Linked DNA regions of Mus musculus: all the other regions are linked to region 1. Evidence: chromatin contacts called from public HiCAR-type, HiChIP or PLAC-seq and promoter capture Hi-C data. All regions are on one chromosome and are shown on one strand. The core of a region is the stretch at or near the end of the contact, and the rest is flanking DNA. Distances in the headings are between cores, read along the strand shown.

The links. Promoter capture Hi-C pulls out the DNA fragments that hold promoters and counts their contacts. HiCAR-type assays count read pairs that join an accessible place to other places. HiChIP or PLAC-seq counts read pairs in DNA pulled down with a chosen protein or histone mark.
Region 2: a promoter capture Hi-C map of pre-B cells shows a contact between it and region 1, with 2.3 times the contacts expected there. The contact joins the promoter of Ddx51 here to the promoter of Mtf2 in region 1.
Region 3: a promoter capture Hi-C map of liver shows a contact between it and region 1, with 2.9 times the contacts expected there. The contact joins the promoter of Pxmp2 here to the promoter of Mtf2 in region 1. A contact is called at or near these places in 2 of 39 promoter capture datasets (the C10 cell line and liver).
Region 4: a contact with region 1 is called in a promoter capture Hi-C map of pre-B cells, with 3 times the contacts expected there. The contact joins the promoter of Golga3 here to the promoter of Mtf2 in region 1. A contact is called at or near these places in 4 of 39 promoter capture datasets (frontonasal cranial neural crest, hippocampal neurons, pre-B cells and 1 more).
Region 5: a HiCAR-type map of astrocytes shows a contact between it and region 1, with 9 times the contacts expected there. The contact joins the promoter of Chfr here to the promoter of Mtf2 in region 1. A contact is called at or near these places in 3 of 39 promoter capture datasets (cranial neural crest, liver and maxillary cranial neural crest) and 1 of 115 datasets of contacts at active chromatin or transcription factors (astrocytes).
Region 6: a contact with region 1 is called in an H3K4me3 HiChIP or PLAC-seq map of forebrain, with 13 times the contacts expected there. The contact joins the promoter of Gtpbp6 here to the promoter of Mtf2 in region 1. A contact is called at or near these places in 1 of 39 promoter capture datasets (hippocampal neurons) and 6 of 115 datasets of contacts at active chromatin or transcription factors (embryonic forebrain, embryonic midbrain, embryonic stem cells and 2 more).

The regions. Positions count from the first base shown.
Region 1 is chr5:108,063,928-108,067,383 of GRCm38.p6, forward strand. It overlaps Mtf2 (metal response element binding transcription factor 2), which reads left to right and starts at 1,747. Exons shown (of 15, transcript NM_013827.3): 1 at 1,747-2,038. The coding sequence starts at 2,034.
Region 2 is chr5:110,651,673-110,655,128 of GRCm38.p6, forward strand. Ddx51 (DEAD box helicase 51) reads left to right here and starts at 1,779. Exons shown (of 15, transcript NM_027156.3): 1 at 1,779-2,116; 2 at 2,206-2,339; 3 at 2,796-2,946; 4 at 3,197-3,342; 5 at 3,420-3,456. The coding sequence starts at 1,816. It overlaps Noc4l (NOC4 like), which reads right to left and starts at 1,710. Exons shown (of 15, transcript NM_153570.2): 1 at 1,551-1,710; 2 at 1,339-1,459; 3 at 641-747; 4 at 7-114. The coding sequence starts at 1,667.
Region 3 is chr5:110,284,587-110,288,042 of GRCm38.p6, forward strand. It overlaps Pxmp2 (peroxisomal membrane protein 2), which reads right to left and starts at 1,582. Exons shown (of 5, transcript NM_008993.2): 1 at 1,298-1,582. The coding sequence starts at 1,419. It overlaps Pole (polymerase (DNA directed), epsilon), which reads left to right and starts at 1,733. Exons shown (of 49, transcript NM_011132.2): 1 at 1,733-1,863. The coding sequence starts at 1,802.
Region 4 is chr5:110,174,915-110,178,370 of GRCm38.p6, forward strand. Golga3 (golgi autoantigen, golgin subfamily a, 3) reads left to right here and starts at 1,943. Exons shown (of 24, transcript NM_001347389.2): 1 at 1,943-2,008. Gm15787 (predicted gene 15787) reads right to left here and starts at 1,590. Exons shown (of 3, transcript NR_040431.1): 1 at 1,403-1,590.
Region 5 is chr5:110,134,317-110,137,772 of GRCm38.p6, forward strand. Chfr (checkpoint with forkhead and ring finger domains) reads left to right here and starts at 1,514. Exons shown (of 18, transcript NM_001289577.1): 1 at 1,514-1,618; 2 at 1,735-1,878. The coding sequence starts at 1,746.
Region 6 is chr5:110,106,707-110,110,162 of GRCm38.p6, forward strand. It overlaps Gtpbp6 (GTP binding protein 6 (putative)), which reads right to left and starts at 1,491. Exons shown (of 10, transcript NM_145147.5): 1 at 1,150-1,491; 2 at 354-491; 3 at 164-234; 4 at 1-77. The coding sequence starts at 1,465. It overlaps Zfp605 (zinc finger protein 605), which reads left to right and starts at 3,386. Exons shown (of 5, transcript NM_001163996.1): 1 at 3,386-3,456.

The DNA of each region.
Region 1 (3,456 bases), core at 497-2,996:
ACTATGCTGTTTTGCCTCTTAGAATTAGAGCTAAAGACACTGTGATCTGTCATGTGGGTGCTGGGAATTGAACACAGGTACTCAAGAGCTCTTAACTACTGTGTGTGTGTGTGTGTGTGTGTGTGTGAGAGAGAGAGAGAGAGAGAGAGAGAGAGACAGAGACAGAGACAGAGTGTGTGTGTGTGTGTGTGTGAGAGAGAGAGAGAGACAGAGACAAGAGAGTGTGTGTGTGTGTGTGTGTGTGTGTGAGAGAGAGAGAGACAGAGACAGAGAGACAGAGACAGAGAGAGAGAGTGTGTGTGTGTGTGTGAGAGAGAGAGAGAGACAGAGACAGAGAGAGTGTGTGTGTGTGAGAGAGACAGAGAGAGTGTGTGTGTGTGAGAGACAGAGAGAGACAGTGTGTGTGTGAGAGAGTCAGATACAGAGACACATGAGAGAGAGAGAGAGACAGAGAGAGAGAGAAAGAGGGAGAGACACAGATTGATATAATGTACTGAATAAAATATACTGTATAATACAAAGCTAGCCATGGTGGCTCAGGCCTTTTAATCCCAGTACTGAGGAGGCAGAGACAGGAAGATCTCTGTGAGCTTGAGGCAAGCCTGGTCTACACAATGAGTTCCAGGACAACCAGAGCTATATAATAGATAGACTCTGTCTTCAAAAAAGAAAAAAAAATGTAGTATAATATGAATATGCCTATTTGCCAGATTTTTCAGAACCTAGGTAAAGGGAACTCTTTTTTGTTTTGTTTTGTTTTGTTTTTCGAGACAGGGTTTCTCTGTATAGCCCTGGCTGTCCTGGAACTCACTCTGTAGACCAGGCTGGCCTTGAATTCAGAAATCTGCCTGCCTCTGCCTCTCAAGTGCTAGGATCAAAGGCGTGCGCCACCACCGCCCAGCTTAAAGGGAACTCTTGAAATATGAGTGAAAGGAATTTAGATCATAAGAGGTATTTCTTCAGAGAGAAAATTCAGTACTGCCTCTGTGACATAATCTGTGATAAAAAGTATATGACTCTGAAAATATTTTCACAAAATAGAAACGTATTACAGGTGTTTCTATAAGTGCTGGGTTGCATTCAAATATAAGTCAAAGATATAAGCATGCATTCCATTTATCAGCTGGGCCTCATATAAAAGCCTGCAATAGTATGAAAGTTGTGTGTTCCTTCAATCAACTGCTTTGCAGGAGGGTATGCTCAAATTTCACTACAATTAGGAAAGGTCACAAAGCAGGTAAACAGGGAAAAAAAAATCTCGTTCATCGTCAGAGGAAAAAAAAGTGAAAATCTCCCATTACAGATTCCAGATAAGTTTGGATTTGGATAGTATTCATTGAACGAAATTTGCCATCCAGGGTCTCCTCCCCACTTAAGGGGATTATAACAGCAGGCCTCTAGGTGAAGGTAAAAGAAAAGTATTTTTTCCAGTTAATAATTTCCTTTCTTCAGAAAGGAAATCACCCCATCAAGATGTACTGAGCAATATCCTATTTCTGAGGGCATTAAAAAAGACCGCACGAAAGACTGGACACGATCTCTCTTTTTAAAAGACCTAGTAAGGCAAGCATCAGCGTCGGGAAGCGCTGCGCTCACTATTGTGTCTGCACCGGCAGCAAGAGGACTTAATTCCACCGCGACGTTAAAGAGTCCCTCTTTGTTCAGCGCTGGTCCGGGACGCAGGGCGCGGTGTTCCTCCGCGCTCGCCGCGCAGGCCCCGCCCCTCTGCGGCTCTGGAGAGCTGCCATTCGGCCCCGGAGTAGCTCCGCGCTCCCAGAATGCACCGCTAGTCCGCGGGAAACCAAAATGGCGAAGGGCTGTTGCGAAGTGGTCTGTGTTTGAGGCCGGTGTGAGCACGCACATTCTCCTTCCTAACCCTCGTCCCCAAGGAACTCGGTGTGTGTGTGCGTGTGCGCAGGGCTCCCGCTGGGGCGGGTGCCCAGGGAGTGCCCGGACTCGCGGGGGAGCGCCCACGGGAACGAGATTGCTTCTATTTTCCTGTATGAAGCGGTTGGCACCACTTAAGTGACCGAATGAGGTGAGAGACCTTGGCCTGGGAACCGACTCTTTGGGAGGAGGTTGGGATGAGGAGAGACGAAAGAAAGGAAGCAAAAGAAAGGGGAAAGATGGAGGCTCCGCTTTGGGCAAGGGAGTCCTGTGTGGGGGTGTTTTTGCATTGATGCATATGTTGAAAGAATGGATCGGGAGGGGTAGTCAGTGAGATGTTGGTAAAAATAGGGACTGGGGGAAGGAGCGGGGCGCCCCGCTCGGGAGTCAGTTGGTGGAATTAGATAAAACGTTGAGACAGGGAAGCTGTGTTTGGAGGGCAGGAAGGAACCTGGGGGCGGGAGACGGTTGGAGGGGCAGGATGAACCTGGTGATGAGGGGGTGGGGAACCGAGGGGAGGAGCCGTCAGAATGCGGGGAGCCTAGTAGAGGGGCTGACTGGCACTTTAAGGGGTGCTAAGGAAAGTAGCAGTTTGGAACCAGAGGGTGCTGGAATTGTGTGGAATTGTGGTAGGGGAATCTAGTGGTGGGCTAGATAGCTAGCGTACGAGGATGAGGAAAATACCCTGGAAAGCAAGCCCTGGAAGCTTAAAGAGAAGAAGTGATAGGTGAATTGATACGGGGAAGAGATAGCTTTTATTTGGAGGCATTTCTTCCGTTCAATTAAAATTTCTTGCCCTGATAATTTGTATTCATCATTACAACTTAGTTACTTACGGCACTAAGGGGTTTAACCAAAATTTTCCAGGATTTCTTAACACATTTCCATAGTGCCAGAACTCTTAACTGTGATTTACAATCTGCAGTCCTTGGTGGTTAATTTTTTCTTTGGCAGAGATGGATTTATTGAGTGGTACGAGAGATTGTGAACAATAGGAAAAGGGGTATGGAATGCTGTTTTATTCTTTAAAACCTTTAACTTTGGTTGAAGATATTACCATGCAACAGTAGTTAGAATTTGAAAACCCAGACAAGCCTGTAATTGACATAGAAAAGTACCTCATGAGATCAAAGTAGAGCTAGAAATATGTTAGTGGTTGGTTGACTCCGTTTTCTCTAGCAGCAAGTACTTTCTCCTTCAAATAGATTCCATGTAATCTTCATAGGAACTTCTGCAGACTGTTTTCAGCCTTTATGTTTTAATTTTTCTTTTGGGAATTTCTTTTTTGGGAGAGAATTGTGGGTAAAAAAACTGATTCTTTTTAGGATGCTGGATAATACTTTAAATGTTTATTTTTTTATTTAATGTATATAAGCACACTATTGCTGTCTTCAGACACATCAGAAGAGGGCATCAGATCCCATTACAGATGGTTGTGAGCCACCATGTGGTTGCTGGGAATTGAACTCAGGACCTCTGGAAGAGCAATCGGCACTCTTAACCACTGAGCCATCTCTCCAGCCCCCTGGACAATGCTTTAAGTGGAGGATTTTTGTTTTTTGTTTTTTT
Region 2 (3,456 bases), core at 529-3,028, 2.6 Mb after region 1:
CCTCACCCTGAAGAGTGTGCGGGGGAAGAGGTAGTGGCTTTCCCACTGAGGCTTCTCCAGTGGTTTTGCTCCTTCCAGCTGCACAAACTTCATGAGTGTCTTGAGGGCCAGTTCCTGGGATGCAGAGAAGAGTGAGCGTGAGGCCTCCACCCTTCAGGAGGCCCCCAAAGCTCCTCTAGCCTCAGGGAGGAGCTCTCACAACCAAGCTTAGGACCGGGCCAAAAACCAGGAGAGAAAGGAGGCCAGACCCCAGCTTATCTCGCTCCATGTTACATGTGTGTGCCGATGGTGACCTGGGATAGAACTCTTAACAGAACTTGGCTTGAGGCATGTACACAGGGTGGGCCTGCAGGGGAGGCCACCTAACTATTCCCTTGTCCCCCCCAGTTTTGGAGGTGCCTCAACAAATGTGACAATGTACAAAGCAGATCTGCTGCCTGGAACTAGGGTTACAGACTCCATGTCTTTAGGTCCGGATGATTCACAGCACACAGTGGAAAAGAACAGCAATAAAGATGTCTAGGTAGAAGTCTCTCAGACAAGTGAAGGAAGAGATGCTCGCATCAAAGGCCTCTACCCCTGTGCTGTGAAGTACTTTAGAGATGAGAGGAAAAGCTGGGCTAAGGGCTTCAAGACTCACCTTGACCTGGAAGGTGGGATGGGCCAGGAGTTCCTCTAGGCGGTTACAGCAGCTGTGGTATCGATGTCTTATCCACACCTTGTATTTGTATGTGGCTCCCTGGGACCCTGGGGACAGAGTTAGGAGAGCTAACTCACACTCATATTTATGTGTGCCAAGCCTGACCAAGGTCCCAAACTCAGCCCCAATCTTCCGGCTGTTTCTCATCTTCACAGCTGTAAACTATTTAAGATGCCAGACCGGGGCTTGGGAAAGACGATTTCTGAGCCCTGCAAACTGGGAAGGGGGTATTGAAATGTAGTTCCTCTCGCTTTGCCTCAGAACCTGGGTCTCCCCACTAGGACAGAGACAGTATCAAACTCGGAAATGGCGCAAATAAAACATGGGTGTGTGTGTGTGTGTGTGTGTGTGTGTGTGTGTGTGTGTGTGTGTGTGTGTGTGAGAGAGAGAGAGAGAGAGAGAGAGAGAGTGTGTGTGTGTGTGTGAGTGAGTGAAAACGGCTACGTATACGGATTCACGCAGTCCTGGCAAGTATACGGATCTCAACTCGCTTCCTGAGCTACAATGAGTGACTGCGTCGTCCTCCCAGATCGCATGGTCTATGACAAGGCCCTGGCTCGGGGGTGCATCCTAAGTTGACAAGGCGTCCCACCGGAACTGCCTAGCGGAGAGTACCCCACGCCCTCCAGGTCACCCACCTGCCAGGGCCGTGTCTTCGCTCGGCAGCGAGCCCACGAACAGCTCTTCCCGCTCCAGCAAGGTACCGAAGAGTCGGCTGCACGTGCGCACTCCTTCCTCGATTTCCTCGGGCTCCTCGGACTGAACACGGGGAGGCCCCGACAAGGTGACGCTCGGCCCCGTCGCGACTCCCACTGACCTGGCCGCCCCCAGGTCCGCCCCTGCGGCTCACCTGAAGCACAGCCAAGATGTCGAACACCGCGTTCGCTTGGCCACGACTCGTCAGCACTGCCTCCAGGAGGCGGCCGAGCTCTTGCCTGGAGCTCGCCGAAGCTGGGTGCCGCTCCATGCCGCCGCCGCCGATGCTGCTCCCGGTTCCTGGAAACCGAAGTGTGCGCCGAGCGGAGTCGCGCCCGTGACGTCACCCGAGCCTCTAGGTCGCGGGGCGGCGTACGTCATCAAAGAGCGCCGGAGAGGAACCGCGGCGTGGGGCAGCTATGGCGCTGTTCCACATAGCGCGGTACGCGGGCCCAGAGGCCGCGGGGCAGGGGGATACGGACGCAGAGGCGGGCAGCCGGGCTCGAGTGCTGCTCGAGCGGCTGCAGAACAGAGCCCGTGAGCGACAGCAGCGGGAGCCGGAGCTCGAGACCACAGGAACGGCCGGGGAAGGGGAAGCGGCAGCAGCAGGCAAGCGGCGACGGCGGCCCCGACGGCGGCGTCGGGTGAGCGGCTCGGCGACTCCGAACTCGGAGGCTCCTAGGGCGAAGCGGCGGAAAGCGGACAAGGACGTGGACGCAGGTGGGCCGTGAGTGCGCAGTGTGGACGGGGCATGGAGGCTCTCTGTGCTGCTGGGTTGACATCCCCCTACGTTGTGCTGTGTCGCTCAGGGAGAGGTGAGGAGGCTCCGGAGGAGCTCAGTGCCGGCGCAGAGGACCCGGGTGCGAACCCTCAGGAGGATGTCCAGAGACCCCCGGCTCCAGGCCGGGTGCTGGGGGACTTTGCAAGAAGAAAGACGCCGAAGGTGAGTGAGCCTGTGCGCGGTTCTTTTTGTCCTCCCGGGACTCTTCAGTTCTTAGCCGGGGGGTGGGGGGGATTTCGTTTTGTTACGTGACCTTAACTACTGAAAGTGGGAGGTATGCATGGGACACTCTTGAAACTGAAATCCAGACGGATAAGAACTTTTGGGATAAGCCCCGTGGCGTGCCTTGCTGTCCCTGTTGAAAGCAACATTTCTTGGTGCATGAAGACAGTTTGCTGGGTTGGTAGGCTTATAGGCAAAGTATCCAGATTGTGTTTAGTGCACTAGGATAGGGTGTCTGCTGGTCCGGGTGTCTTGTCCAAAGGTTGCCAGAGTGGGAGGTGGTGAAGGGTTGAAGAAAGACTGGTTAGGGTCTCTTAATGTTGTAGTTCCTGGTTTCTAATGACTCCACAAGCCTGGAGCCTTCTGGGGGACGTTTGCGCTGCTTCTTGCTTTCAGGTTCAGCCTTTCCTGCCAGCATGGTTGGCTAAGCCAAGCTGTGTCAAAAAGAGTGTCACCGAAGATCTCACTCCCATTGAGGACATCCCTGAGGTTCACCCTGACCTGCAGAAGCAGTTGAGAGCTAATGGCATCACTTCCTACTTTCCAGGTGCCTAAGCCTTGGACAAATGATGGGGTGAACTCCCCGAGGCAGCTTTCCCTGGGCTGTTAGAGCTGTAGTGTCAGGGTTGTGGTTTAGGGGTCCCCACTACACATCAGATCAGCGAGCTTCCATATTCTTGGGTTCAGGTCCTTGACAATTTTCCAGCCCTGGTGGCATCTTTGTCCGGGAGAATTCCTGGGTGAAATGGTATAACACGGCCTATACTTGACACACTCCTTTCCTTCTCTCCTTCCAGTCCAGGCAGCTGTGATTCCCGCCCTCCTCGAAAGTGCTGACCATGGGTTTCTCATAGGCAGAGGTGGCTACCAACCTAGTGACCTCTGCGTCTCTGCCCCAACGGGCAGTGGGAAAACACTGGCCTTTGTCATCCCCGTGGTACAGGTGAGTATGAGGGCAGATTCCCCGCTGTAGCACAACAGGGAGGGTCCCAGTGGCACAGATGGTCTCTGTCTCTGCAGGCCCTGTTGCATCGAGTGGTCTGCCACATCCGTGCAC
Region 3 (3,456 bases), core at 332-2,831, 2.2 Mb after region 1:
AAGTCCATCAAGGCAGAGAAGTGAAGGCAACAGGAGGTTGAAGGATCTCCTCACAGCACACCCACAATGAAAAGAGAGAGAAAACGCGTGCGGTTCAGCTAGCTCACTTTTTCCACTTCCAGTCAGACACCAACTAGGAATGGTGGCGCCCCTAGTGGGCAGATCTTCCCAGCTCAAAGAAGATAATCAAGATAAGCCCCTCAGGCATGCTTAATTCCTAAATGTTATCAAGTTGACAACTAGCTTTAACCACCACAGCTGTCTTCTAAAAAGCTATAAATCCAAAACTTTTAGTATGGATCATAAGGACCCTCTTGACTTGACCCCTGGTTACCTCTTCCTATCTACTCTCCCTGGTCATTTTCTCCACCAGAGTCCTTCTCTTCACCCCTCCGACATTCTCTGAATTCTTCCCCCAGAACTTTTACACTTACTGTGCCCTGTAAACAACCGCTTCTCTTCTCTGTGCTTCTGACCAACGTCAACAACCCAGGAGAAATTTCCCTAACTGCTCTAAGTTATACATTTATCTGCCTTTTGCGGGGGTGGGGTGGGGTGGGGTGGGAAGATGGACTCGTTCTTCTTAGCTCCGAGAGAAGTCTATGCGCCTGTTCTGATCACAGCTATGTGCCCGCGCACAGGAAGCACTCTGCACACACTTATGGAAAAGCTAAGTTAATACAGAACCTACAAAATGCACTAATGGAAATGAACAGAAACAGGGATATCTCGTTAGGAAACCGAACGATGTAATTCAAAGGGCAGAGTTCACCAGCGACCGTGCCTGGGTTGCTCAGGGTTAGAATGTGTCCCTGACTCGCGGGTCTTCACAACACTCAGACTGCAAAGGCTAACTAATGCTTGGGACCCAACACACAAACAGCACTTACTGGCTAAGCAGAACGGGGTCGCACCTTAAGGAAGAACTCTGCCTTCCTCCACAGCAGTGGTTCTCAACCTTCTTATCGCTGTGACCCTTTAATAATACAGTTAGCTCCTCATGGTGTGGTCACCCCAACCATAAAATTACTTTCACTGCTACTTCTAAACTGTAATGCTGCTACTGTTGTGAATCATAACGTAAATATCTGATATACAGGATATCTGATACGTGACCCCCTGTACAAAGGTCGTTCAACCTTTAAGGGGTTCCCGACGTACAGGCTGAGATCCACTGCTGCTCGGGCAATATCTGAGCTGCTTGGTCTGCAGACGCCCCCTCTCTTAACCTCCCCTGCAGGAGAGTCTCCCCTGTCGGCACCCCTCCTTTTCACCCCACTTCCCAGTAGGCGCCCACCTGCTGACTGCTTTGGTGAGCACCGGGTAGAGCTTTAGGAGCAGCAAGTATTGGGCGAGCGCTCGCTTGGGAAGCGACCCGAGCTCGGATTCCACCCGCAGCCTGGACGCCGCAGGTGCCATCGCGGTCCGGATGTCTAAGTCGCCCCGGGCGCCCACCCAACAGCTAGGCAGTCGGGCACCCGGCCCGGGACACAGGGCACAGGGCGGGGACGGCCTGACATTTTCTGCCCTTCCTCCGCCCTCAGCGAGCCCGGCCGTCCCGCCACGCGCGCGGCCAGCTAGTGCACTCTTTTCCCCCGGTCCCTGCGACCCACCCTCTGCGCTCGCCGGAGGATTGGAGAGCCGAGGGGCGGGGCGGGGCGGGGCGGGGCGATGGGGGCGGGCCCCGGCTAGGTCCATCTGAGGCCGCGCCTTCTCATTGGCCGAAGCCGTAGCCTCGCGAGAGCACGTGGAGAGCGCGCCAAATTCTCCCCGGAGCCTGAGGGAGCTTTGGAGCGTCGCAATGGTCCTGAGGAACAGTGGACGGAGGCACCCCGAGCCGGGCGCGGATGGCGAAGGCAGCCGGTGAGAGCCGGTGTCCTGCTGCCAAGGCGCTGGCGGTAGCCGCGGCCGGAGCAAGCTTGGGCGGGCGCGGTGTCCGGGGGTTCAGGGGTGGGGAAAACAGCGGGCCCGGCGCGCGGCGCGGAGGACAGGGCGGGCTCCCGTCTTCGCCCTGTGTGGTTTCCGTAGTTTTTATTGAGATGCTAAACTCAACTCCGTGGCCCAGGCTGCTTCTCTAGAAATATCTGTGCCTGCCCTGTGACTTGACTAGGGGTGAACATCTATTCTCATCAGACAAGAAGGGAACGGGGAAAGTAAAGGAAGATTCTGTCTAGACCAGCTCGGCGAAGTAAACCAATTTATTAAACCAAAAGCCGAAACCCTTACGCATCACATCAGCAAGAGATTCTAGAGTATGGTGACAAAGGAAACTGATGTGGATATCGTATATAGAGATTGGTGACACTGTGGCAGAATAAGACTCTGTATCAGGGGCTGGTGAGATGGCTCAGTGGGTAAGAGCACCCGAGTGTTCTTCTGAAGGTCCAGAGTTCAAATCCCAGCAACCACATGGTGGCTCACAACCATCCGTAACAAGATCTGACTCCCTCTTCTGGAGTGTCTGAAGACAGCTACAGTGTATTTACATATAATAATAAATAAATCTTAAAAAAAAAAAAAAGACTGTGTATCAGAATGTGAGCACTCATTGAGTGGAAGCCCGGTTAGAGCTGAATAGTGATAGTGTTTTCCTATTATATGTGAAGCTCTGGGTTTGCTGTACAACACCTGCATAGCAGCCAGGGTAATTGACCTGGACCAGTAAGCGGTTCTTCAGTGACAGGTTCCTGAGAGAGTGATGGCCAGGGGGATGAGGAGGAGATGGAGAAGATAAGAGCATTCAGGATCAGGAGGTGTCACACAGAGTGATGGCTCATGCAAGCAAGTTTATTAGGAAGTACAGCATCTTTTTTTTTTTTTGATGTATTTACTTATTTTATGTATGTGAGTACTCTGTAGTTGTCCTGTCTTAAGACACACCAGTCAGATCACATTGTAAATGGTTGTGAACCACCATGTGGTTGCTGGGAATTGAACTCAGGACCTTTGGAAGAGCAGTCAGTGCTCTTAACCACTAAGCCATCTCTCCAGCCCCAAGCCATTTCTTCAAGCCCCCAAGTACAGTGTCTTACATAGAGGTTTTGTACCTCTATGGAAAGGTGGGTGGGACAGTGTCATAGAGCAGGTAGCAGCCTTGGGACAGAAAACCATAGCCCCTTAAGGATGAGAAGAGATGATTTCTTAGGATCCGGATCCACAGCGCCCTCAAGGCCCTGGTTCTCAGGCTATTACTTGCTCTACCAAGCTCATTCCTGATTTAGAAAAAGGAGCTATGTTCTTTTTCATACATCCAAGCCTCAGTCTAACAGTAACAATAGTTACTGTGTTGACTTCTTCATGTCCATGATGCCATGGAAAGACACGTGAGGTGGGCAGTACTCATACTGTTATGTTCATGCTAGACTTCAGTTTAGAGATGAGAGATGTGAAGTACTTTATCTACATTTACAACTATTTGATGTGCATATATAAATATATATTTTACATATATTAGAT
Region 4 (3,456 bases), core at 693-3,192, 2.1 Mb after region 1:
TTGTCTTTCTGACATCTCAAAGTTTCTTGAAACTCCAAAGTAGATGCTGTCACACCACCCACACATACCATGAAAGCCCGCCTTCATGGTCTTCAGCATCTCAGAAAATTTTATGACCTTGTGACTCGGGTCAAAACCCAGGCATCATCCTTCTTCTCTCGAAGAGCAACTGCATTCTACGTGACAAGAATGAGCTCTGTTCCCACAGCCAGAGTTTGTGCCTGAGCCAGTACTTAACTCTGATCACTGTAGCCTTTGACATCTTTGAAAGATCTGCCTTTCCATTGTCACAGACCCTATGTGGCCATTCTCTAGGCTCACACCGATCTCCCCTCCTCGTGCTACTCGTATTTAACACTCTCCTAGATCTTCATCATGCTCAAACCTCTCGGGCAGGTTTGAAGCATCTTTCCACAGCTATGTTTTCTTTAGAAATTGACTCAGATTGATGAGATGTCTCTACATTTTTTTTAAAAAATTATTATTGTGTATGTATGTGATATGTGTAAATATATATGGTGAGTGTATTAAAGTGCACACGTTGAGATTAGAGGCCAACTTGTAGAGTTGGTTCACTTCTTCCACCACTATATAAGCTTCAAATTGCCAGTCTTATGCTGCAAGTGACCTTGCTTGCTGAGCCACTCACCAGGTTCAGAGAGGTCCTTTCTCAATAATCCATAAGATTGCAGAATGTCTACCCACCTGTCTCTTTATTCAGCTCTGACATCATCTACTCTCTTGTATGTCTGTTTTTTACTATTTCCCTCCAAGAAGTAAGTTTCCTGAAAGCAGACAGCATCTGGCAAAGTCCTTGGCACACAACAGTCCTCAGTAGATACAGCAGGTTCCCCCATCAACCCCTGGACATATAAAGCTGGGACCCTGTCAGTCCTTTTGTCTACCTCAAGACCCTTCAAATTTGTTCATTGACTGATGAGCAGAAACAAAAGGGAAATATCCAAACAATAGGATATTAGCAATAAGAACGAAGCACTAAAAGATGTACAACATGGATACAATTTGAAAAAGAACTCAAAGCTATACAGTATATGAACCCTATTGGTATGAAATGTACAGGCAAGGACACTCAGAAACAGAAATAATGATAAAATCGTAAACAGGAGCAAACTTTACAGCATGTAAATTATATCTTTGTAAAGCTTTGGTCATTTTTATTTGGGGTTGGAAATGTAGCTTGGAGGTGGGGAGGTTACTAGACATGTTCAAGGCCCAGGATACAATCTCGAGCACTGAAAACAAAATGTATACTTAGCATTTTCCCCATGTAGCAGTGGCAATAGTTTAATATTGTGTTGTGAGAACTTCCTCTCCTTTCCTATCTTCACATACTAGAGACTGAACCCAAGAGTTCTGAACTACACCGCAGACGTCTTTTTACCTTTTAAGACAAGTCCCACTTTATAGTCCAGTCAGTCCTCGAGCTTGTGATACTTGTCAGACTTCCTCGTGGCTGGCAATGCAGTCGCGTGGCGCAGTGTCCGGCCATGTATAACACTGGCAATAATACAAACAAGACTGACAAACACTTAGGAACAAGTTGTCAGAACTGTGGTGGAGGCGGTGTCTGGCGGGGAAGCCACGCCCCGGGGGCGTGGCCACGTGGATCGTCATACCCACCAGTCAGAAGGCCGCGAGGGGCGGGAGCGTGGCGAGTCCAACGTCACTACCACCGGAAGCGTTTTTCTTTTTTTGGGGGGGGGGGGAGGGTTGTCCTGATTTCGTCTCTTAGGCTGGAAGTTGTTCCTCTGAAGGGAAGGCACACAAAATTTTAAGTCCACTTTCTGAAGGATATCTCAATCTGTCCGGAGATCCATACCAACCCCAATTTGAAAGTGGCTACTGGCCGCTGAGGGCAGCCTCTCTTCCGGAACGAAGACCTCGCGGACCGTTTGTTTCCGGGGGGTTGCCCGAGACTGGTACCCTGTTGCGCCCCGCCCCTTGCACAGCCACGTCCTACCGGAGCCGCAGGGTTGGGCCGGAACCGGTGAGGGTTTTGGGGGCTATTACTGAGGAGGGTCGGGACCTTGTGGCAGAGGACCGTGGAGGAACTGTTGGGGCAACCCTGGCCGCGCCCAGAGAGGCGTACAGGGGCAAGGCGGATGCAGAGTCCGGTGAGGGTCGCGCAGACTTTGGGTCAGCCGCGGTCAGCTCAAGTCAGTTTTTGCTTTTACTCCGTGGGGTTGGAAACCTGCCTCGCAGCTGGGTTGTCAGTAAATGCAGAGACTGCTTCTGCACCCACGGAATGCGGTCTGCCCTGAGAGCGTTGCTACTGCTGCTTGGTTGGGTCAGCGTGTTTGAAGTCTGCTCCTTTTGCAGTTGATGACGAACGTGACATGGTGGCAAGTCGTACAGTGCGTGGGGGACTTAGGTTGTTTTGATTCTGGTGCTCAGAGGTGTTTGCTGAACATGGTCAGTGGAGTCAGTGACCAGAGAGAGCTAGGCGAACAGCTTACCACCTTCCCACGGGCGCTTACTGAATGTTTATAGAAAAAGAGGCCCTGTTTGTAAAAGGTCCCAGGATACAGTAGTGTTTTGGTCTCTGTTTTCATCACTTTCTGGTGGAGGTATACTGACAACTCAAAACAGTTGAGAGGATTAGGTTTGTGCAACCTTCGGAAGAGTTTACCTTTGAGTCAAGACAGGCCTCCATGACAAGAATCGTTTGTGCAAAATTATTGAGAGGAATGTCTCAAGAAAAGTGAACAAGAAGTGTAGAGACCCTATGGAGAGTCAGTTGTACTTCTGGATGCATGATATAGCCAGATAATGAAAAAAGACACAGCATGTGAGGGGTACAGACATAAGTAGGAACCCAATTAAAGTGGTCTCCGGTCGAGGCTAAGAAGTTTGTATTTTATTGTCAGTAGGACACTGTAAACCATTTACAAATGCCGCCTGACTTTTATAGTCCGTTAATGACTCAGATACAGTGTACCTTGAATGGAAAGAAAAGGAAAAGCCTGGATAGGGTGGCACATGTCTGTTATACCAGCTCTTGGGAAGTCAAGACAGGAAGACCTCAGCCAGCTTGAGGCCCATGCTACATAGCAATATTCTGTCTAAAAAATCCAAAAGCAGATCGGAAAGACTTCTGAGTGGTTGAATGTTATAGAGTCTGATGACCTGAGTTCCCTGGGAGCCCTGTGGTGGAAGGAAAGCATCCACTCTTCAGTTGTCCTCTGCCCTCCACACAACTGTGCGTATGAACACAGACACAAATCTGGAAAATCTTGTTTCTTCCCTATTTCTTATAAAAGAAAGGAAACAGAAGAAATGAAAGTTGCTCAGATTTAAAAATAGCTGGGTTTTGGCCAATTGCTTTAAGTAGTGTTTTTTTTTTTTCTCTCTCAAGTGAGAATATAACTGCAATTTGGCTCTTTCAACAGCTGTTGAAAGGAGAATTAATTACACTTGTTTAGCAGAGACCCTATA
Region 5 (3,456 bases), core at 264-2,763, 2.1 Mb after region 1:
TTAGATATCAGTAGAACTGTGTCATTTGCAATAAGCTTGGACCTGAACCAACCACTCAATAGCTCTTCCTGCACCTGTGTATAAACTTTCATGGTATAAGCTGTCCCTAGGATGAACCCCAACATAAGAGAGACACCTGCACCAATATAAGAAATTATTTGGAATAAGACTTTCATTTTGACTAGTGGCCGAGTAAAGTTTAAGTTCCTAAGGCCTATTGGGAATTGACATCCTACTTGGCAGAAAGAAATATGTACATGGGTACTGTGACAAGTTAGGACATGAATGTTAGGTAAGTCAAGTCCCTGCAAGTTGAGTACCCAGATCAATGGGAGCAGGGTACATATACAACAAAGACAAGTTCCTAAGTAAACCCTCTATCCCTAAATCCTGATTGGTGGAATAATTTAGCACAGATGTTTGTGGATTTTAGGCTTAAAAACTCTATATAATCTTAACTGGGGGGTGGGGGTGAGGGTCACAGTTCAGTTCCCAAATGTGAACAGTGGCCCAGCCAATCACATTAGAGATTACCTAATATCCACCCCCCAATAAGAAGGCCCACACACCCTTGACTGCGGACACCATTTCAAAAAATGTGACCCACATACTGCTTGTTTCTTCAGAATAAACGCTCTTTGTCTTTGCATATTATCTATGTCTGGGGTCTTCTTCGGCGATTTTCAGACCGGTACAAATCCATGTTCCCGGAGGCAGCCACTGCTACTTTTATATCCTTTCAAAAGTATTTGAGTAAATCTTTGTAGACATAGGCAAAGACGCATTTCCACATATATTTACAAATGTGTCTGTGTATGTGTTTTCTTTTTACAAAACAAACAAACAAACAAACAAACAAACAAACAGATGTTTAATACTTTTTTGAAGCTGTTCACCAGCAAAGACATTACTCCGAGCTGCTCAAGAACCACTGTGTGTGGACTTTGCTTCTCTGTCTTCAGTGACTTTCTTCCAGGGCATTGTTTTTGCCAGTGTTTCTCTCTCACCGGGGGGTCACCAACATGCTTGTAGCATACAACTCGGGAATGACACAAGATCCTAAGAAACAGGATTTAAAGATACCGCAAATCAGCCCTCAGAGACGAGTTACCTGTTTCTATTCTAATTGACATCTTAAATTATGCTCCTTGCGAAGGGCTGGCCCACTGTACCAAGCTTTCACATTTTGTAATCTGACGTGTGAAAATAGCACCTTATCTCGGAATTACAAGTGAGGTTTTAAGGACCTTCCGATCTATAAGTTACTCGGTCTTTTTTTTTTTTTGGCCCGAATCTAACATGGTGCCCTCCACAGCTACTTCCGTGCTTTTGCAGGAAGGTAAGTGCGCCTGCCTGCCAGCATCAAAGATGGCAACAAGGTGCACATTCTCTCATCTGCGCAGGCTCCGATCGCTCCGCCCCGCCCCCTCCGGATAGCCTTTTCTGGCACCGCTCTAGCCGTCGCTCTCGGTGGGCACGGCCGCCAGCCAATCACAGGGCGTACCGCTCTGCTCCCCTCCCCCTCGCCTCCCGTGGATCAGCTGGGGTACCCGAGATGTCTGTTGACAGCGGTGGCGGCGACTGTAAGGCCGGTTCCGGGATCCGCGCAGGGCGTGGGGTAAGCTGGCCGGCGGGTGGGGTCCTGGCTGGGGAGGCAGGCGGCGGCCAGGCTATAGCAGCGGTGCTGAGCGTTTTTTAAGTAGTCCCTGAGCCGGCGTTTCTGGGTCTCTGTAGATGTGAGTCCTATGGAGCTACACGGGGAAGAGCAGCCGCCGCCGCCGCAGGAACCCTGGGGGAGGCTTCTTCGTCTAGGCGCAGAGGAGGACGAACCCCAGATCCTTCTTTGGAAACGCGAGTGGACCATCGGAAGGAGGAGAGGTGCGGTGGCCAGAGTGGAGTGAGGACGAGGATAAAGGCTAAAGGGGTAGACAGGGATGAAGCATAGGGACCTAAAGTGGGTACCCAACTGAGAGGAGACCGAGGGCCTAGAACAGGATCGAAGACCTAGTCAGAGTGGGTTTAGATGGGGAAACCGACAGGGGGTTTGAAGTGGGAAAAGTACCCGGCTGGCGATACAGAAGCTACTGGAATTCGGGGGGTGTGTGTGTGTGCACTGTTTTTCAACCCCCCCCCCCCCCCATAAAATGGGCTTATTTATTTGTGCAGTTGCTCTTCTGGATGCTTGATGATGGATATCAGTCAGTTCTCAGTACAACTTTGTGAAATAGATCTGTAAATATATCCTTCGAAATACGATCTTGTCCTCATTACTGTACACTTCTCTTTCTCAATGAAATGCAATTAGAAATTATTAACAAAAGGAAAACTGAAAAAAGGTATGTAGAAATTTGACACCACTGTTAAAAGGTTGACGGGTGAAAAAAAATAAACCACAGGGACTTTAGAAAAAATGTTTTGTGACAAATGAGAACAAAGAATATGCTGGAAGACTAGGACACTGTTAAACCAGTGCTCTGAGGGCAACTTATAATGGCAGGGTTTCTATTTGAAAAGATCTCAAAGTCCCAGGAAATAGAATAATTTATTTAATGAACTTAGGAAACTGAGAATTTGAACAAAGTTATACACAGATCCCAACATCGATTGCTTTGGGTCAAGGACATACATTTCTTTTTTTCGTTTGTTTTTGTTTTTGTTTTTTTTGGGGGGGCGGTTATGAGGCAGGGTTTCTATGTATAGCCTTGGCTGTCCTGGAACTCACTCTGTAGACCAGGCTGGCCTCAAGCTCAGAAATCCACCTGCCTGTGCCTCCCGAGTGCTGGGATTAGGACATAGATTTCTATAACTTGTGTCCACCTTATTTTGCTAGGAGGATTGATAAAATCTTACATGAACTGCTTGTGTGTAACCTAGCTTTGGACTCGGAGAGAGCTTAGATGGTAAAGTGCTTGAGGACCTGAGTTCAAATCCCCAGAGCCTATGTAAAAAACTAAGTGTGGTGGTACATGACTAGTCCTAGTTGTGAGGAGGCAGAGACAGAAGGAGCCACGTTTGCTTGCTGGGACTACTTTTGCAGACTTCTTGAGCTCTAGGCTCTCATTGAGAGACCCTGTCTGCCTCTGCAAACATGATCATGTGCACATGCATACACATACATTAGAGAGCCTCTCACCATAATACACATATCAAGACACTGCATTGCATGTTAAAACAAAAAACAAAAACCTGCTTTCTAATAGAAATGCTTTTAATAATTACTTTCACTAACAATGTAAAGGTCACTGCACTAGTTTGCTGATACTATGTGGAAGGCTAAAACTAACCCCTGGAGGTTGTTCTCTGATCTTCACACTAAAAGTTTTACGGGATTTTAAATGGAATTGACTTTGAATGCCAGAGGAGAAGAAAAGTAGTGTCTTTTTTTTTTTTTTTTTCTTACTTTTTTTCTTTTTTGGTTTTTTGAGGCAAGGTTTTCCTGTATAACAGCCCTGGCTG
Region 6 (3,456 bases), core at 241-2,740, 2.0 Mb after region 1:
GCGTTACAACGGAAGATATGCAGAACTAGGGTGAATCTGTCGAACACACGCAAACCCCAAGCGGACTCCAGCTCCTTCTGAGGAGATGGGGGCCACGCAGGGATCAGTCAGGGGTCACATGGTGTCATGGGTCATGTGAGGATCAGGGGGGACACAAGGGAACCTTGGTCGGTGGCGCCATCCTCTCCACGTTCAGGAACACGGACGTGATGTCCTGGCATCCCTTGATCTTTTCTGGAGCACAGGGAGTGGCCCGTCATGGGGTTAGGAGGAGGACGGGAGGCAGTCTGACCCATCCTACACCAGCGCAGGTGAGGCGCATGCCCAGCGGCCAAAGGTGAGGTACCGCTCACCTGTCACGTCCTGAAAGTTGCCCTTGCCGAACACCAGCCTGCTGCCAGGCGCTGCGCTGGGCACCACCAGGGTACTCGCGACCGACCATCCTGGAAGTGCGCGCACCAGGGCGGCCGCCTCTGCCACCTGCCACTCCGCTGTGAGGACACAAGGGTCCATCCAGTCAAGGGCCGAGCGGGAAGACCTCGGACCACGGCGGTGGACAGGGTTAGCTCTGGGATGAAACCGCGCCCGCGCAGAGTCCGCATCCCCCGCCCACACCATGTCCCCACCCTGCAGCTCACATCACAACCCTAAGAAGCTCGCCAGGCCATGATCCAAAGCTCTACCAGGGAAAGGCAGAACCTCTAGGACTCGCCCCCAGCGCCCAATGTTCCCCCCCCCCAGACTCCGCCTACAAATTTAGGATAGTCCCGCCCCAAGGTCCCACCCGGAGCACGCGCAGCCTCACCCATCGGGCAGGCCCAGGTACCATCACATGCTCAGCCAGATCACGCCCCCAGCACGCAAGCTCGCCAGACTCCGACTCCACCAGGAGAGCAGCCACGAACCCAGCACATCCCAGACTATCCACACTCTCTACCGTACGCCCGATGTCCATCATAGTACCCTGCCCCCAGTGCTCCTCCCTCGGCTTCTCCTTCCTTTCTCGTGACTCCGCCCCTTCCAGAACTAGGCGTCACCGCCGCCCCAATTCCCCGTGGCCTTCCTGTATAGCACTAGTAAGTTTCGGCCTTCAGGTCCTCGCCCCTTCCGGCTTCCCTGCTCAATCCCCACTCTCGCCCTACCCGATACCTGTGCTTCGAGGCTTTTTTCCGGCCGGGCGTTTGACGTCAGGATGCAGGACGCAAACGCGCTGTGTATCCAAGGGCAGGAGGGGTGGGGCGCGGAGCAGCTCATCCTCCTCTTCCTCTTCGTCCTCACGGGGGTCCTCCTCGCCCCCACCACGGACGGGACCGCCCCCCGCCCACGCGCTCCCCCAGACCCGGCTCCCGGCGTGGACAGTGCGGACGGGACTTGGCAGGGTCACCGCGGGGCTCCGAACGAGTTGTACGCGGCGCACACGCGGGAGCCAGAACCCCGGGAGCACGGCGGCGCGCAGAAAAAGCATGGCGCGTGCGCGCGCAGCGAGAGACTGCGGGGGCGGGGGAGGGAGAGCAGGGAGGGACGGGAAGAACAACAGGGCGCATGTGCGTGCCGCGAAGGGTGGCTCTGGGAGGATCGAGAGCAGATCGCTTACCCGCAGCGAAAAACTTGGATAGGGGCGGGGTCAGGGAGAAAGGACAGCAAGGCGCATGCGGCGAGGGGCGGGGCCGAAAGGACAATGCCTCTAAAACAAAACAAATAAAAATAAGCCTAGTGGTGGAAGATCTGAATAGAGTTAGTGTAGGCACAGCAATTTCAAAAGGAACAACACAGGACTCAATAGAACTCAGGGTTTGGCCTATGACAACTTTTATGAAGACAATAAAGTTAGGTATAAAGGACATAGGCTATTGAAATAATCTAGCACTGAATGTTAAAATAGAATTCAAATAAGTTATAAAATGTGTTAGCTTTTATGCTTAGTTATAAGAAATTACAAATATTCATGTTTCTGTTGAAACTTACTTGGGCCACAGGAAACTCTCCTCAACACAGAGGAAGATGGAGTCACAGATGGTAGGCTAGAGGATGTTCAGTACCAAGAACTAGAAGGAACTAAATGGAATATATCTGTGACCTGGGATAGCTGCGCGCTCTCTCTCTCTCTCTCTCTCTCTCTCTCTCTCTCTCCTGTGTATCTTTTTTTCAAGTCATTTATATATTTTCTGGAGTGGAGTTGTGGGGACATATTCATATAAAGTAGGAACAAATCAAGCCTTGGGATGTGTGCTGCTGACAATCCATTTAGCTTACTTGCCTGAAGCAGGGAACTAGGGGATACAAAACAAACAAACAAAACAAAACAAAACCCAAGCTGGAGATGTCTCTCAGACTAGTAAAGAGACTGGCTGCTCCACTGAACATAGTCATGATTAAAATAGTTCAAGATGTCACAGCACTGGTTGCTTCTCCAGAGGACTGGGGTTCAGTTCCTAGCACTCACATATTTGGCTCTTCATGAGTATCTTCCTGGATGCAGACAGTAGTGCTGAAATGTCTAATTTGGGTATAGAAGCCAAGAACATCAAGAGATATTTAAAAGTTAATGAATTCTTCCTTTAAATTATCTGCTTTGGGTGACAGAAAGATGGCTCAGGGGTGCGTTTCCAGAGGACACAAGTTTAATTCCCACCACCCACATAAGAGCTCACAACAGTCTTAGGAGGATCAACACCCTCCTGGCCTCTGTAAGCATGCACACAGTGCACAAGCATATAAGGCACAACACTAATATACATGAAATAAACAAATACATTTTAAAATAAAAAAGAGTTTTAAGAAATAAAATAGGACTGGAGAGATGACTCAGTGGTTAAGAGCACTGTCTGCTCTTCCAGAGGTCCTGAGTTCAAATCCCAGCAACCACATGGTGGCTCACAACCATTTGTAATGTGATCTGATGCCCTCTTCTGGTGTGTCTAAAGACAGCGACAAGTGTACTCACATACATAAAATAAATGCATCTTTAAAAGAAGAAGAAGAGGAAGAAGAAGAAGAAGAAGAAGAAGAAGGAGGAGGAGAAGGAGAAGGAGAAGGAGAAGGAGAAGGAGAAGGAGAAGAAGAAGAAGAAGAAGAAGAAGAAGAAGAAGAAGAAGAAGAAGAAGAAGAAGTAGTAGTAGTAGTAGTAGTAGTAGTAGTAAAATGCTTCAGGCCAGTGAGACAATACAACGGTAAGGGCCGAAGAAGAAGAAGTAGTAGTAGTAGTAAAATACTTCAGGCCAGTGAGACAATACAACGGTAAGGGCCCTTGCTGATGACATCGTCTTAAGGGAACATGAAGGCTGGGGGTGGGGGGTGGAGGGGTGGGTCCGGAAGTGAAGCCCATCCTTCAGTCCCAGGCACATTTGCCCCAGTGGATCTCTGGGAAATGTAGTTCTACATCGACACTTCCTCTACTGGGCCACACCGACTCTGCAGCTGTTAGGTCTGCAGTAAGCCCTAGTGAAGCTAGTGACA